Regions from separate parts of the Macaca mulatta genome. Here region 1 is linked to region 2. The links are chromatin contacts, called in public Hi-C maps. All regions are on one chromosome and are shown on one strand. Each heading gives the region's core, a stretch centred on a gene start, on an enhancer-like site or on the middle of the called end of the contact. The rest is flanking DNA. Distances are from core to core; before and after follow the strand shown.

Region 1 (3,294 bases), core at 772-3,271, 36 kb after region 2:
CAATATTGTGAAACCCCATCTGCACCAAAAATACAAAAATTAGCCGGGTGTGGTGGCGGGCGCCTGCAGTCCCAGCTGCTGGGGGGGAGGGGGGCGGGGGGCTGAGGCAGGAGAATCGCTTGGACCCGGAGACGGGAGGTTGCAATGAGCCGAGATTGGGCCACTGCACTCCTGCCTGGGCGACAGAGCGACATTCCGTCTCAAAAATAAATAAATAAATAAATAAACCAGACCTGAGCTGAGCCTACCAGTGGGCTACAGGTCTGTCACCAAGTCTTACAATACCACTGTTCTTCAAAGTCAAGAAGGGCTCTGGCTAAACAGTTTCCTTTGCCACCATTTTAATTACCTGAATTAAAGAAGATATTTCAGCGTTCACCACAATGTAGTGGTTAAAGTATGATATCACTAAGACGCTCCAAGATTGTTTACCATGAGCTACCTTTTTAAGTAACAAGGTCTCGCTCTGTTGCCCCCTCTGGAGTGCAGGGGGACGAGCATAGCTCCCCGCAGCCTCAACTCCCGCCGAGGAGTCACTTTTTCCCTCCCATCAAATTATTTATCCTGAATTGGTTATGATCAAAAATGCACAAACCTTGTAGCAGTTTTTCCTACGTAAAGGTTATTTACTGCCTAAACAGTATCCTAACATTTCAACTAGAGTCGAACTGAAATGAGAATTCACACGAGGAGCAATACATTTTGTTTTGCTTTGTAATACGAAAAAATTTGAAAGACGCTGTTGCAATGAGATACAAGTCTGAAATAGTTCATCTTTTTCATCAGTGTTAGCCACACTTGCTTTCAACTTGTCTTAATTTTTTTCCAATTCTAAAATGCTTTTTCAAAAAGTCTGAGGTAGCGAAGTAGCTGCTGGTACTTCAGCTTGATTCTGAAGAAATAAATTTTAACAGCGAATCTTAAAAGCCAACTCATGAATTTAAAATGAAGGCAAAGTCCAATTCGCCACTCCCACCCATTTCTCACACCAGCTGTCTACCAACTGTGGCTGCAACTTTTCTGACACGACTAAACGGGCTGAATCACTTGCTGAAGACTCGGCTTCGCTAGTACTCTTGAAGAACCGCACTTTCAGCCGGATGGGGCAGGGCCAGGCTCAGAACCACCAGCTAAGACCCAATCCCCTCGCTAGGGAAACGTAACTAGGCAACCACCACAAGTCAACAGCGCGCGCTAGCTTCAAAACAGCGGGTTGCAGGAGGTACTGAAATTAACTCCAGAGAACCAGGGTCAGCAGCGAGGGGCAGAACAGAGCCCTAAAACCTAGTAGCATCACAAAAACGAGGCATCAACTGACGGGTAGTCTGAAGCTGGGGAGTTGTTTTAAAGACCACGAGAAAAGGGGCAGACCTACTCAACGCACTTTGCTGCGGGTCAGTTATTTTCTCAAAACCCCAAAGGCCAGGAAGAAAGGTGACAGTCCCAGCCAATGAGAGGCGGACACAAGTTGCACCTCCGGCGGCCGTCGGCGCCGTAGGCGGGGTAGAAAGAAAGGAACGAGCGCGCGTGCGCGGAAGGCTCAGGCGGCCGCGCGCAGAGATACAGGCTGAAGAAATGGGGGAAGGGTGGAAGAGGAATATATGCGCACGCGCACCGGAGGCCGCGCGGGCTCTGGGTCTCGAGCCAGGTTCGCAAACACGAGCGCGCGCGCCGTTAGCACTGCTCAGCGCCCCCGCCCGGCCTTTTCGGCCCGTAGTGCCTCGAAAACCTGAAGGAAGCTGACGAAAAAACGCACAAATAACGGCGCAACGTCTCCTTGGTTCTCCTTTTGCCGCCAACCCGTCACCACCCACAGAAAAGTCAAAAATATGGCCTGTCCTCGGTCTTCACTGCTTCTTGAGTAACTTGAATACAGCGCGAGGCCTACCTGACACGCCGAATCGCGGTTCCGGGGATTTATCTCCGTTGCAACCACACAGCGGCCATTTCCCGACTCAAGAACGCGAGGAAAACCATAGAGGTACCTTCGACGCGCTAGCTCGTCTCCGTCACTTCCGATCTGGGGCGTGGCCTCGGGTGCCGCTAAATATGCGGGCAAGCCCCGCCCACCCTTCCGCTCTGGTCCGGCTTCCTGGCTGCTATTAAGATGTTGCCTGAGGCCTTCTGGGAAGTCGCGTGGCTGGTCTCGCGCGAAGGTGTGGCGGCCCCGCCCTCTGGTCCGTAGCGACGGCCTTGGCCGGAGAGGCGGTAGAGTGGGTTGGGTATTTTGCTAGGCCTGAGTTAGCTTGGCCGTAAGGCGCTTTTTGCTGGCGTCTCTGCCTAGTTCCGAGGAGACCCTCTAGACCTCGCCGCCGCCCCTACTTTTTACCTCAGTAAGCTTGTCTGGTCTGTTCTTTCTGTGGGGCCAGCTTAGACCAGGCAGAAAACAAAAAGACAATCCCACATTGAGGAAAAGACCGGGACGCGAAACGCGGCTGTGATTGCAGACACGCTGCTCCCTCAGCCAGCAAGGGCCACTTTTCTTCCTCTTGGACGCCTAACTGGAGATTAGAAAGCGTGGCTTTTGCTTTGCTATTAAGTGCGGCAGACGCACTTAGTTGAAAAATGGCCACTATCTAAATCCCTTTCCTGAGTGGCGTCTGATCAAATCGGAGCTCACGCCGCAGCAGCCGGAAGCCTCTTAGGCTGCTCGCGCCAAAGGAGGCAGCCCTCCTGACGGCGTGGTGACAGCTTTACCACATCGGCAACGTTGGCATAGGCATAAAAAAATAAAGAGCACGAAGCAGTTGAGCGTTCAGCGTGTGAGGATGATTTGTGGCAGCCGAGGAACACAGCCCAACGTAGCTTGGTTGGCCAAAATTATAAGTCAGATTGAAAATAGGCAAGCCACATTTGATTTGAATAGAATTTAAATAGCAGCCTTAGCACATTTTCCATTTATACTTCTCCGGGCCTAAAACAGCTATTACTTTGATGTTTAGGGATGTTAACTACCTTGATGGATTTCAGACTTGTAATTAGCAACCAGCGTGTCAGTGAATGAATCGAATCTAGTATTGGGCCCTGGTTGTGAATTTACCACTGTGCTTAGGGCATTCGTTCTTCACAGTCCAATTTACCAGCTCAACTAGAAAAACGACAACATTTTCATGGAGTGAATCCTAGGTTTTTATTGTACAATCTGTCCCTCACCCCATTACCACCTCAGGATGTGGACACAGGAATCTTTGGCCTTTTTGTTGTGCCCTGATGTCCCAAGCATTCGCAGGTATCAGGGGAAACCCCACCCCCGATATTCAACGTTTGTTCTTTTCTATTTCCCTAAGCGTCAGC
Region 2 (3,462 bases), core at 353-2,852:
CCCTGAATAGAAGTTTTAATGTATCTGTGCAATAAATGTAATTCTGTGAAGGTCATGTCTGTATTTTGCTTCCTTTGTATCTTCTGTTGGCATTTGTCCTATCAGGTAAATATGTTCTCAATAATCTCATCCCTCTTCTAACTCAAACCATCAAAGCTATACTATTGCAAACTCACCTTTGTCCCACCTAAAAAGAAGCAACAATTTTGCCTTAAATCAAATGACTACATACAAGTCATTTCAAAATGAAACCCAAGAACAAATACAACAGATCCATTCCAATCCATTAAAAGATATTTACCTGGTCTACAGGAACGCCAAAATATTCCAGCATCTCTCTTAAGATATTCAGTATGAGAGACATTGATGAAGCAAATACAGAAGCCAATTCAAAGGAACATTATCAGTTTCTTGGTGCCTTTGGGGAAAATTTTAGAAAATGTTACTCTTGACAAATAAATGCCACACAAATTGTACTACATAACCTGGAAAAGTCCTCTTGATACACACTACACCGTCAACTAATTTCTCCTAGCCAGCACTATTTTGAAGGAAGTCAAAGAAAAAGAAAGGAAGGGGAAGTCTGGGGGAAAGAGAGGGTTGTAAAGGAAATTTCAATTTATTGGTTAAATTACATTAAAACCTCATAGGATGTCTGAGCTTATGAACGGGCCTAGTTAACAGAGACCAATCAAGAACAAACTGGACATCTACTTAGGCAAGGCTTCAAGTTACATGCCACAGCGAAGCTCGCTTTCCTGAAAGCTTTGGGCTGAGACTCAGCAGATGGGTGAGTTTAGCCGACCCTTGAAAACAGGCAAGGGCCCGACTCAAAGTTTTTAAAAAAATGAACAGCTCTTCTCACACACATATCGAAGTACTGCCCATCCCTCCTCGCTCTTTTAAAATAACAAGCATGAATTCCAGATAGGTGACGTGACTTGGTCACCCATCTAGTAACAGGCCGTGACCAGAGCCGGATCGCGTCCCTCGCTTTGGCCACAAGCTTCCCGGTGCTCTCCAAACACAGCGTGGTAGCCTTGCTCACCTTCCTCCGAAGCCGAGACCCCGGGAATCACCAGAACATCAAGCGGAGGGGTTAGGAATTCTCAATCGAATTCCAAACTGCGCCACTCCTTGTCCACATCGCTCAGACGTCTACCCAGACCTCGACCCAGTTTCCACCCGCGCGCCTCGGCTTGCAGCCACAGGCGGTAACGATGACCTCAGCGAGGAACAAGAGGTCGACCCAGTGCCCAGCCCTGGAGCCTCACGTTCAGCCAGGGTAACGTTACGGGAAGCTCGCCCACCTCCTCCCGCACCCAACCAACCCACTTTCTAGTCCCTAGGACTGGACTGCTACTTCCGCATGACGGGACAGCTACTTCCGCATCCCAGGACGAAATCAAACTCCGCGGGCCAGGACCCGTACCCAGTCTCACTGGGCAAAACTGAAGATCGCTGCTTCTGATTGGTCATTGCATGACGTCAGGCAATTCGGCAAGCGACGGCTTTTCCTTCTCAAGAGGCGGGTCTTCCGAGAGGCAGCCAATAGGAGATGACGGGCAGGGCAGGTCGCGTTAGGACGGCGGCCCTCGCGCAAGGCAAGGTTTTAGGTACAAAGCCGTGAGCTGGACTCGCAGGCCAGAGTTCGTACTCCATATAACTCTTCGCAGGGAGTGCGTTACTCACTACAGCCGGACCCTAAGCGCATCCGCCTTCCCAAGTTCACCTGACACAGTCGCGATTTATTTTTTGGTTATTTCATTTGTTCAGCTAATATTAAAATACCTGTGGGACTAGCAGAAGCCAAGCACTACCCCCTAGGGTTCTGAAGCTTTGCAGTGGCTAGGATGCATTTGTTAGTTCACTAAATACACCTAAGTATCCAGGCTACCGAATATGGGTCGGACACTCCTGGCTTAGCCGAGGACGGCAAGTGATGACAGGTGGTATCTGTTTTCATTTCTGATTTGAGATTATTGGCTTCATACGAAATAGCTTCCGCTTCTGAACTTCAGCAAGACGTGCACTGGAGTAATATAACAATTTAAGATGTGTGTCTGCTACTGACATAATTTGAAAATATAAGTTTTAAATTTACATCATTTACTCATTCAACCAATAATGGATATCTACTACGTAGCAGACACCATTCTAAGCACGAAAAATGCCTTAATCAGCAGGGCAGGTCCTTGTCTCCTGGAGCTTACATGCCAGTGGGGCATCTCTTTCCATTCTAACCCTCATTTGCTTTTCTCTATAGCACTTACCGTCATATTCAGATATGCTTCCCCTACCACCAAACAAAATTGTACACTCCAGGAGAACAGGAATTTGTTTTGATCCATGCTGTATCTTTCCCCAGTGCTTTAGAAGAGTGTCTGGTATATAATAGGCATTCAGTTCGTTTGTTGAATAAAATACCTAAATGTGGTATGACAGAAAAGATGATAAAGAATGATTTGGGACTAAGCAACTAGCAAAACAATTGATAGCAATTACAGTGATATGCCCAGTAGTCTGAGCTGGATATGGTTGAAAGTGCAGAACAAGGATGATGATGGATCAGAAACCCCACATGGAGTAAGTCACAATTTTCTCAAGTTCCTTGTCCTTCCCTATGCCCTTGTGAATAAATCATGGCTTTATAACCCCCTCCCTTTCCCACTCTCTTATCAAACAGCAGAGTCAGAATGAAAACATTCCTGAAGAATAAGAAGGGAACCACTACTGTTCCAGCTGCACTATTAGCATAGCTTAATATTCCAACTGATTCAGATAGCAAGGAGGACCCAGGTCAAATACTACATCCATGAATGCTTTGCTGACAACTTTCTTCTAAATTCTTCAGAGGTATTTCCTCCACGGTTTACTAAAGCATTCATAATTCCATTTTGACAAAATCCTTTTATGTGATTGGACATTTTTTCCGTTGCTCATTTTTACATGAAATTAGATTTTCCTGAACTCTTAGAATGATAAGGTCCAAGAAAGCTTTTCTGACACCACAAAGCTAGCTTTTCTGTTGTCTCTGAGTAGTGTTAAAAAATATGGTGGCTTGCTTTCTGAGGTTTTTCCTGTGTTCCCCTCCCCCAGTTTGATCCAGGCAGAAAACTTGCTATTCACAAGCTGCATGTGAAAGTATCTAGTTGTCAATTGCTCATTATATTGAATTAGCTCATTATATTGAGCTGGTAAGCCTATGTCCCTAAGATTTTTTACCTACTGACTGATTTGTCCTTTAAACATGTAACATGTTAAAATGAGGAAATCGGACAAGGAAGTATCAAATACCAGTCTCCTGATCCTATGTGATTTGAAAGTGTCTCTTATCTGTGAATGCCCTTTAAGGATTTCAACACAGCAATCAAGAACCTATCTCGGCCAGGAGCGGTGGCTCACGCCTGTAATCCCAGCACATTTTTAACACAACTCAGACTGTACATGTTTCAAGCAGCA

Evidence for each region. A called contact is a pair of places that touch in the nucleus more often than the background predicts.
Region 1: a contact with region 2 is called in a Hi-C map of blood, with 2.0 times the contacts expected there. The contact joins the promoter of BCLAF1 here to the promoter of MTFR2 in region 2. A contact is called at or near these places in 3 of 14 Hi-C or Micro-C datasets (CD4 T cells, blood and fetal cortex germinal zone).

The regions. Positions count from the first base shown.
Region 1 is chr4:41,386,122-41,389,415 of T2T-MMU8v2.0, forward strand. BCLAF1 (BCL2 associated transcription factor 1) reads right to left here and starts at 2,022. Exons shown (of 13, transcript XR_001444478.3): 1 at 1,889-2,022. It overlaps LOC106998138 (a long non-coding RNA gene), which reads left to right and starts at 1,626. Exons shown (of 6, transcript XR_013416220.1): 1 at 1,626-1,981.
Region 2 is chr4:41,350,713-41,354,174 of T2T-MMU8v2.0, forward strand. MTFR2 (mitochondrial fission regulator 2) reads right to left here and starts at 1,603. Exons shown (of 10, transcript XM_077999444.1): 1 at 1,336-1,603; 2 at 302-418.